Regions from separate parts of the Sus scrofa genome. Here region 1 is linked to region 2. The links are chromatin contacts, called in public HiChIP or PLAC-seq maps. All regions are on one chromosome and are shown on one strand. Each heading gives the region's core, a stretch centred on a gene start, on an enhancer-like site or on the middle of the called end of the contact. The rest is flanking DNA. Distances are from core to core; before and after follow the strand shown. Region 1 overlaps CLEC16A (protein CLEC16A). Region 2 overlaps ZC3H7A (zinc finger CCCH domain-containing protein 7A).

The links. HiChIP or PLAC-seq counts read pairs in DNA pulled down with a chosen protein or histone mark.
Region 1: an H3K27ac HiChIP or PLAC-seq map of alveolar macrophages shows a contact between it and region 2. The contact joins two enhancer-like sites. A contact is called at or near these places in 1 of 5 promoter capture datasets (fetal liver), 4 of 47 Hi-C or Micro-C datasets (alveolar macrophages, embryonic fibroblasts, mesenteric adipose tissue and 1 more) and 2 of 2 datasets of contacts at active chromatin or transcription factors (alveolar macrophages and skeletal muscle).

The regions. Positions count from the first base shown.
Region 1 is chr3:32,123,811-32,128,192 of Sscrofa11.1, forward strand. It overlaps CLEC16A (protein CLEC16A), which reads right to left. Exons shown (of 25, transcript XM_021086617.1): 5 at 3,195-3,300; 6 at 1,908-1,913; 7 at 1,406-1,529. Among named protein-coding and RNA genes, the nearest start is that of CLEC16A, 32 kb to the right of the region's middle. Within about 2 kb of position 1,856, at least 19 of the 83 cell types and tissues checked have an H3K27ac peak or open chromatin away from gene starts, as enhancers often do. A contact at or near this core is called in alveolar macrophages and fetal liver, where this site is marked.
Region 2 is chr3:31,334,828-31,339,205 of Sscrofa11.1, forward strand. The region is part of intron 1 of ZC3H7A (zinc finger CCCH domain-containing protein 7A); the gene reads left to right. Among named protein-coding and RNA genes, the nearest start is that of ZC3H7A, 4.5 kb to the left of the region's middle. Within about 2 kb of position 1,749, at least 43 of the 83 cell types and tissues checked have an H3K27ac peak or open chromatin away from gene starts, as enhancers often do. A contact at or near this core is called in alveolar macrophages and fetal liver, where this site is marked.

The sequences.
Region 1 (4,382 bases), core at 606-3,105, 790 kb after region 2:
AGCCATTTTATAAAGTACACAGTGACCTTCTGTTAGGACAGAACTTTTTGTATCCCCTCCCCCAGCCCCCACCCAGTAGTCATCAGCAATTGGTGTTGACATAACCATTCAATGCAGAGCCACAGGGAGGAACAGGAGTGCATTTCCTTCCTCGTATAACTCTTTGTTCTTTCTGGAGTTAAGTGTTTCATTATGTTTCATACCCATGACCATTCATACCTCTCTGGGTCCTTGTTTTCCCAAATGCCTGGTCAGATGTGCCATCCACCCAGCCTTCTTTCCTTCCCAATAAGGGAGCTAGTGTTTCCTCTCTCTCCACCTCTGGGAGCCCTCTTTGCTGTCTCTTTATCGTCCTCACCGAGGTGCACCTCTCACCAGATCTTACAAAGCTGTCACTCTGGGGCAGCGCTTCTTAACGGACTCAGTCTTTCCTTAAGGGAAACATATGGCAATGTCTGGAGACATTTTTTGCTCATCACGACTGGAAACGGGGTGCTGCTGGCATCTAGTGGGTGGAGGCCAGAGATGCTGAACACCCTACAACACACAGGACAGTGCCCCCCCCAACAAAGAATTACCCAGTTAGAATTATCTAGATCAAGAGCATGAAATTGGAGAAATCCTGCTCTGGAATTATTCATCACCATCTTAATTTTTTTTTTTTTTTTTTTTTTTTTTGTCTTTTTGCTATTTCTTGGGCCGCTCCCGCGGCATATGGAGGTTCCCAGGCTAGGGGCCCAATCGGAGCTGTAGCCACCGGCCTATGCCAGAGCCACAGCAATATGGGATCCAAGCCGTGTCTGCAACCTACACCACAGCTCACGGCAACGCCAGATCCTCAACCCACTGAGCAAGGGCAGGGACCGAACCCGCAACCTCATGGTTCCTAGTCGGATTCGTTAACCACTGCACCATGACGGGAACTCCTTTTCTTTTTCTTTTTTTTTTTTGTGATCTTTTTTTTAAATCAGATTTATTGAGATACTTTACATACCAAAACTGCACCCTAAGTATACAATTCAATGCTTTTAGTGTATTCACAGAAGTGTCCACCATCACAGCCAATTTTAGAACATTTTTATCCCCTCCCCTCAAAAAAAAGCCCTACAGTCACAGGTAGTCACCTTCCATTTCCCCCGCCCCAAGCCCTAGGAAAACACTCATCTGCTGCTTCTATGAATTTGCCTATTCTGGGCATTTCATACAAATGCCATCAGACAATATGTGGAACCTTCCAGAGTGTGGAAGTCCATATTCCACCTACATGTAAGGGTTAGTTTTGTTCGTGTGTGTGTGTGTGTGTGTGTGTGTGAGTGTGTGTGAGTGTGTGTGTTTTTCATGAATGACAAAGGCATTTTCCCCCAGGCACCCTGTCACCTAATAGGCCCCCCGGGGGGTCACTTACTCCTCATCTGTCTGCACACAGTTATCGAGTTCGATCACGTGGCTCCCAATGAACCAGACCAGATTGGAAAAGTAAGGGACAGCGGTCTTGTCTCTGATATAGTGCAGCATGGCCTGGTTATCCACTGAGAAAAGGCACAAAAGAAGAAAGACAAGAAAGTCAAGCTACTAAAAATAACTTGGGGGAGATTAAAAAAACAACAACAAAACAAAACCACAATGAAAAAAGCCCTCGACTATAATCTGACTCTTTCTGTCTTTCCTGGAAGTACTTAAAAATGGTTACCTTATTCAGAAAACTATACTCAGCAAGGCAGTTTCATGCTATTTTTATAACTGATAACATTAATTGGGCTAAACGTTAACAGTGCAGTAGATAGCCCACTTAGCAGCAGTACATTTAAATAGTCTGCAATGGAAACCACTCCATTCTTAAGCAAGCTTCCTGTATTTTCATGTAAGGACACGTTAAGAAAGCGGAAAACCAGAAGTTATTAACTTACATGACACTGGAATAAGGAACACGGGAATCGTCATTGAAGGAAAGGCAAAAAACAGACAACAGTTAACAGGGTTAGGAGCTGGGAGGGGAGGCAGCTGCTCAGGGGCAGAGGGCTGGGGCAGGAGAGACGCGGCTTAGAGGACAGAGAGCAGGCGGCTACGGTGGTGGCGGCAGTGTCGGGACTGGGGCTCAGACCAGGTCGCAAACACAGAAGCCGTGGGCTGGCCAGGGACTCGGTGAGACACTGGCAGGCCAGGCGGGTACAGTGGGGAGCACGGGCCTCCACCCCAAAGGTAGCAGCTGCTTCTGGCGCCAGCTCAGCACTGCCCTGCGGCCCTGGAGAGCCACATCTACACCTTCAAGGCAGTCATCTGAGACCTCCCAAGTTTTAAATACTGACAACTCTATCTTTTATCAAAAAATATCTAAGCCGCATAAAACCTGTCTGAGAGCTGGGTTCGGCCCTCAGGCCCTGAGTTTGCGACCCCTCGAGGCTCTTAGAAAGGCTCTCCAATTTAAGGCAATCCCAATCCCAGAACTAGGCTGGAGTGAGTTCCCGAGGAGGAGTTCCCGCCCCCTCCCAATTAGGGGGCGTCTCAAGTAATCACCTCGTTAACCCTCAAAAGTCAAAGCATCTGGTCCCTGAGAAAATGGGGTCCCAGCTCCAATGTGGTGACTACATGGGAAAGAACCCCCGTGCTGGGCAGAAAGGCCGTCGCCTTGGAGGGCAATTCCAGCCAGCCTTTGCGCTGGGGCGGGCAGGAGGCCCCGGAAGGGCTTTCTCCTGGAGGCAATGATTCCATTCAGGCACTAAGTGTTTCTTGGAAGAAAGGAGGAATTTGTTGTTGGGTTTTGCAGCCGGTTGAGAATACAAGACTGCCCCCTGCTGTTTGGGATGTGAAATGCTTTCACACATTATTTAAAGATCACACAGCCCCTGGCTGTACTGAAGTATATTTTAGAGGCTGAGGGGCAAATATTTCAATCTCACAATTCAAAGACAGCTTTGCTTTCTCTAATTATCCTGTGGATGCTCTTAGGGTACTATGACTTGTACGTATCAGCATGGAGACTTTCACGCACAGAACTAAGTGTGCGCAGAGAAGGCAGTATTCGTGCAAATGGGGTAGCTGAACGTTCGGCCAGGAGAACTTTTTGTAAGGCATGCAACCTCTGCTATAATAAGCGAGCTTCCTGTTACCCCGAGAGAACAGTTGGTAGGGACCCACGAGAGCAAGCACTGCTGTCAAGTTAGGAAGCCGAGGCACGCACGCACACGGAAACTTACCTTTGTAGACATTTAAAGTTATGGTTCTTACAGCAATTCTAACCATGCTTTCAGGGTGATTGAAAAATTTGATGGCTTCTGTGTACAGGGCGAAGTCGTTAGTGTGCTAAAACACAAGAAGTACCGAAAATCAGTTATAGACACAAGTCAGGCCTGCCCCACTTCAGCGTGGTGAATCTTATCAGAGGCCTCGGTAAAACACAAAACAAACAAACAAAACCAGAAGGGCCACATGAACCTCAAGCCAGTGGTTCATTCCCAGTGGGGCATACGGGAAGGGATGGGAAGGGGAGACCATGGAAGAAACAGAAATGGGTCCAGACAGCACCAGGCCCGGGTTCACGGTCTGTCTGACCACCTCCTAGCTGTCCGATGAATGCCTCTAAGCCTCTATTTCTTCATCTATAAAATGAGGATAATAATTCCCACTTCACGATTGCTAGGATTAAATGACATTAACGAACTGTTGGCAGCAATGCTAGTTATTATTAATAGATGCCACTGCAATGAATAAAATGCAACACAAAGTTTTACTACCTTCAGAGACTATTAGCTACCATATATTTCTCTATTTGAAATACTAAAATTGTAAACACTGTCATGCAGGAGGAGGGTCTCGGGTATCTTCCACCATTAAAAAGAGGTCATCAGGAGTTCCCGTCGTGGCGCAGTGGTTAACGCATCCGACTAGGAACCATGAGGTTGCGGGTTCGGTCCCTGCCCTTGCTCAGTGGGTTAATGATCTGGCGTTGCCGTGAGCTGTGGTGTAGGTTGCAGACACGGCTCGGATCCCGCGTTGCTGTGGCTCTGGCGTAGGCCGGTGGCTACAGCTCCGATTGGGCCCCTAGCCTGGGAACCTCCATATGCCGCGGGAGCGGCCCAAGAAATAGCAACAACAACAACAACAACAACCAAAAAAAAAGACAAAAGACAAAAAAAAAAAAAAAAGAGGTCATCAGAACAGATTAAAACAGTTTAGAACCTGGGACCTCCACCAATGGAGCCCCAAGGGGAAAGCTCACGGTGGTGTGCTCTGCTGCCCCCTGCTGGCCAGTTTTCCACGCGGCTCTGGGCAAGACTGGAGGGCACCCCAAGCAGGAAGGGCAGGGGGAAGAGGGAAGGGGCAACTTCCAGGGAGGAGACACCTGTCTGACGAGGGCAAAGCCACTTAGAGCACTGGAAGCAGGT
Region 2 (4,378 bases), core at 499-2,998:
GAAAATTTCCTCTGATGTAAAGAAACCAGGCTACTCATCCTTATTAGGTTTTGCCCCAACAAGACATTTGGGATTTAATTTCGTTGGGAGTTTAGCGATGTTTTGTTCATCGGTGCATATGAATTTCCCATACCTTGTGAAGCCTTAGGAACCATGTGATGGAGGCAGTCAGAGAGAGGCTGAAAGTTTTGTGTTTCACAAATAAGAAAGTGGAACCTTTGCATGTTATTAGACTCCCGGAGTCTGGAGCAGGATATTTATCTGGCACTGCAGAACCTCCTCTGTAGTCACCGACCCAGGGTCTGGGGCCCCTGGGCGGACGGTCTGGAAAATTTCACGTCTTTCCTGTTCATCTTCCCTCCCAAGCGGAGTTCTTGTGTGTGGTGAGCTCTTTCCCGGGCCTTCAGGGGGCTGGGCTCCTTAAGAGGCACCCTGCACACATCTGAGGGCAAGTTCAAAGAGCAAAGCTCCGGGGCGGGCGGAGGTGGGGTGGCAGAAAGTAGGAACATGCTTCCTGAAGGTGTTTCGCACAGCCTTCATCCGGAGGGCTTCTTTCTCCATCAAGGGGAAAAAGTGTCTCATCAAATATCCAGCAGGAGAGTCCGAGTTTCAAGAGGGCAGTGGAACGTTGTAGGGAGAACCAGGTAATGCGGGTTCGCTCCCTGGGCATGTGGTCTCTGAGGGGTGAAGTGTATCCTGCTGCTGCCGGAAGAGTTCCCACAATGAGCTCACACTGTTGCAAGCTGGCCTGGACCCAGCTGTTACTTCAAGCGCGTTTGTTTGTTTGTTTGTTTGTTTGTTTGTTTCTGCCATTTCCAAGAGAGGCTGGAGGCTGAGGGCCGCATTTACTACACGTGGGTACTCATAATAATGTCTCACCTGAAATTTAGGACTAGCTTCTTAGGGAAAAATACAAGCCCTGGGCCCCATGCCCTGGGGCCTCCTCTCTGGTCCTGTGAGAGGCTGTCTTGGCCCGAAGGCTGTTGAATATTCATTCCTCACGTCTACACCCATGACGTCGTGGGCGGATTCCACATGGAGATCATCCCTGGACTGCTGTCCTAACTCCCCGCGTCCCTTCCACTTGTCCAGATTGTCTTAAATTACGTCCCTTGCACACGTCATCGTGTCTGCCTGCGTGTGCAGAGGCCTGTGTTTATTCTGTTCCTCCTGAGTGGCTGTCAAGTGCCCACCTGTCTGCCAGAGCTGTATTTGTCTTGCCCAGCCCAGCCCAGGGCCAACTCGGACGAGCTCGCCCCGCTCCAGGCAGCACTGGCACATGCAGGGCAAAATAGCTCCGTGGATAAGAAGGCAGGCTGGGCGCCAACCCGGCCGGCTCGGCCACTCCCAAGCTGTGTGACCTCTGTGACTGCGTCACCCCTCTGTGCTTCGGCTTCCTCCTACACCCACCTCCTAGGCTCCTCGGGAGGATCAGATGCTTTGACCCACGTAAAGCACTTAGAAGAGTGTCTGGAGTGCAGGCCGAGCTGGCCGTGTTTGCCGTTCCTTCTGTCCCTACCGTGTGTTGTAGTCACATTTCTTTGCCTTGTTGTCCTCTGCTAATGGGAGCTGGATTCTCAAGTTACCATGAAAGGCCAAACTTTCATGGTTTTGCATTCCGTGGTTCAGCATCGGACTAGACTTGGCGCTAATGGGTTTCGCCGAACAGGTGCTGAACCAGTAGTTAAGGGATTATGTAGACCAGAGCTCTGCGTACCTTTCCTTCTGTAAAACTTCAGTGAGTAACAGCTGATTCCAGAAAGGTGACGTGTGTTCCTGCCGGCGAGAGTAGTTAACTGAATGAAATTCCGATCTAACTGAGTGTCTTGCTTTAAAAAGTACTGTTCAGAGTTGCACCCCCCCCATTTCCTTTTCCTTTAAGGCAGAGAGGGTGTGTCTGAGTTGCTTTTCCCCTGGTGGGGTCAGTGGCACTCGTTGCCGCCCCAGCTTTGGAGGTCACTTACTGTCGCTGCCTCCTGTTGATTCCCACTCTGTGACTTCCTCACCACCTGGCTCGACCGGCCTCCGAGGCCGGCTCGTCTCCTGTCACCTCCTCTGGTGCCATCCTTTGGTTTGTCGTGCTTTTGACATGGGACCCCTTCATTCAGTCTTCCTTCAAGGGTTCATTGACCTGGTCCTGGAGCATGTAAAACAGCCAGGACGAAGGACAGGGACCCCTGGAAGGGAGCAGGGGTAGGAGCGGGGTGTGGTGACAGTAGTGGGCTGAAGGCTGGCCTCTGACATTGAAACCAAGACCCTGGGTTGACAGGAGCCAGCGCTGGCAGGGCCTCCTCGCCTGCCCGCTCGCGTCTCTCACAAGCGACCTATCTGGATCTGTTTCTTGCCTATCAATAAAAGAAAAAAGAAAAGAAAGGAGCCAGCCCCGCGCAGATCTAGGAAGAGTGTCATGGGCAGTGGGAACAGCAAGCACTGGGTCCCGGACACAGAGCCCTTGACTCATTCCAGGAACCTACAGGAAGACAGTCAGGGCGACAGGGCCTGGGTGGTGCGTCATGCTGGGGAGTCTGGGTCCCATTCTGAGTGCCTCTGGGCCGCCAGTGGAGGATTTTCAGCAGGGCTGTGACAACCGATCTGTGTTTGTAGAGAGCATTCCTTTCAGTTCCATGTGGGAAACAGATGGGGGAGGGGATGGAAGCTAAGGGCAGAGCAGAGAGGAGGCTCTGGGGACGTCCACGTGCGACTCCGGCAGAGGGGGTTCTAGAGCTGTCAGGCTTGGGGTGCCTGGCATGTCTTTGACAGTATCACCCATAGAGGCTTTGCCAGTGGATTGGTTGGATGTGGTTAAGAGAAGGAAGGTGACTGGTTTGAGCAAATGGCCAGAAGGTGATTTCATTCTGAAAAGGTAAGTTTGATCAAAGGGTTAGGCTTGGGAGGAGGGTATAAGATTGGGGGGCATTCCAGATAGAAATGTTGAGTAGGAGTTCCCGTAGTGGTGCAGTGGTTAACGAATCCGACTAGGAACCATGAGATTGAGGGTTCGGGCCCTGCCCTTGCTCAGTGAGTTAACGATCTGGCGTTGCCGTGAGCTGTGATGTAGGTTGCAGACGCGGCTCGGATCCCGCGTTGCTGTGGCTCTGGTATAGGCCGGCGGCTACAGCTCCGATTCAACCCCTAGCCTGGGAACCTCCATATGCTGCAGGAGCGGCCCAAGAAATAGCAAAAAGACAAAAAAAAAAAAAAAAAAGAAAAAAGAAATGCTGAGTAAAGGTCACAAACAGGGAGTTCCTGTTGTGGCTCAGCTGGTTATAAACCCAACTAGTATTCACAGGGATGCGGGTTCAATCCCTGGCCCTGCTCAGTGGGTTAAGGATCCGGTGTTGCCGGGAGCTGTGGTGTAGGTTGCAGACGCGGCTCGGATCTGGTGTTGCTGTGGCTGTGGTGTAGGCCAGCAGCTGCAGCCCTGATTTGACCCCTAGCCTGGGAACTTCCATAAGCCATGGGTATGGCCCTTACAAAGCAAAAAAAAAAAAAAAAAAAAAAAAAAAGTCACAAACAGACCCAGAATTTTGAATGGGGCTTAAACATGTCAGTGTAGAATCGAGAGCCCTTTTGTAAATGGTGTTTGGGCAATGGGTAGCTCTTTGGGAGGGAAATGTGTGAGAGTGTGTGTGTGTGTGAGTGTGTGTGTGTGTGTGTGTGTACGTACCCTTACATTACTCCTTACAGTAAACTGGTGGATCCAGTTAAGAAAAAAAAAATTAATGAAACCACGAGCATAGGGGAAGACATGGAGCGTGATTTTCTGATCTCAAGAGTGGTGCAGGCACTTCTGAGTATGTCAAAATCCAGAAGCCACAAGAGAAAGTATTGATAAATTCAGTTACTTAAAAATCAAACTTGTGCTGTCCAAAGTGCCATAACCGATGTCAAAAGATTGACACCACCTTGGGGGAAATAGTCATGCCATCACAGAGGACTGCTTTCCTCGATTCATGAAGAGCTCCCATACATCAGAAAGGCCCAGCCTGGAAGAGAAAGGGGGTGCAGGAACTGAGGCGATAGTTCACAGAAAAGGAAGTACAGCGGGCTGGTAATCTGAAGAGATGCTCAGCCTTGTTCGTGATAGAAAGACTAAAACAAATAAAACCCCAACCACAGTTGTCACGTTGTTGTTTCTCACCTCCCTGGTTGCCAGCAATGGAAGCGTTTGACGATGTTTTGGTCAAGTGGTGAAATAGGAACCCTTGTGCTCTGGTGGTGGGCAGGGTCGCTTGGCGAGACTTGGCAAGAGCTGGCAAAATTAAGAAACCTACGTACGCTTCATCCTCGGGAAGTTCTTTGGCAGCATGCGTATATGAAATGCCCTTAAAAGTTGGCAACAACCAAAATGTCCCTCCTGGAGGCCTGCTGAGGTGAT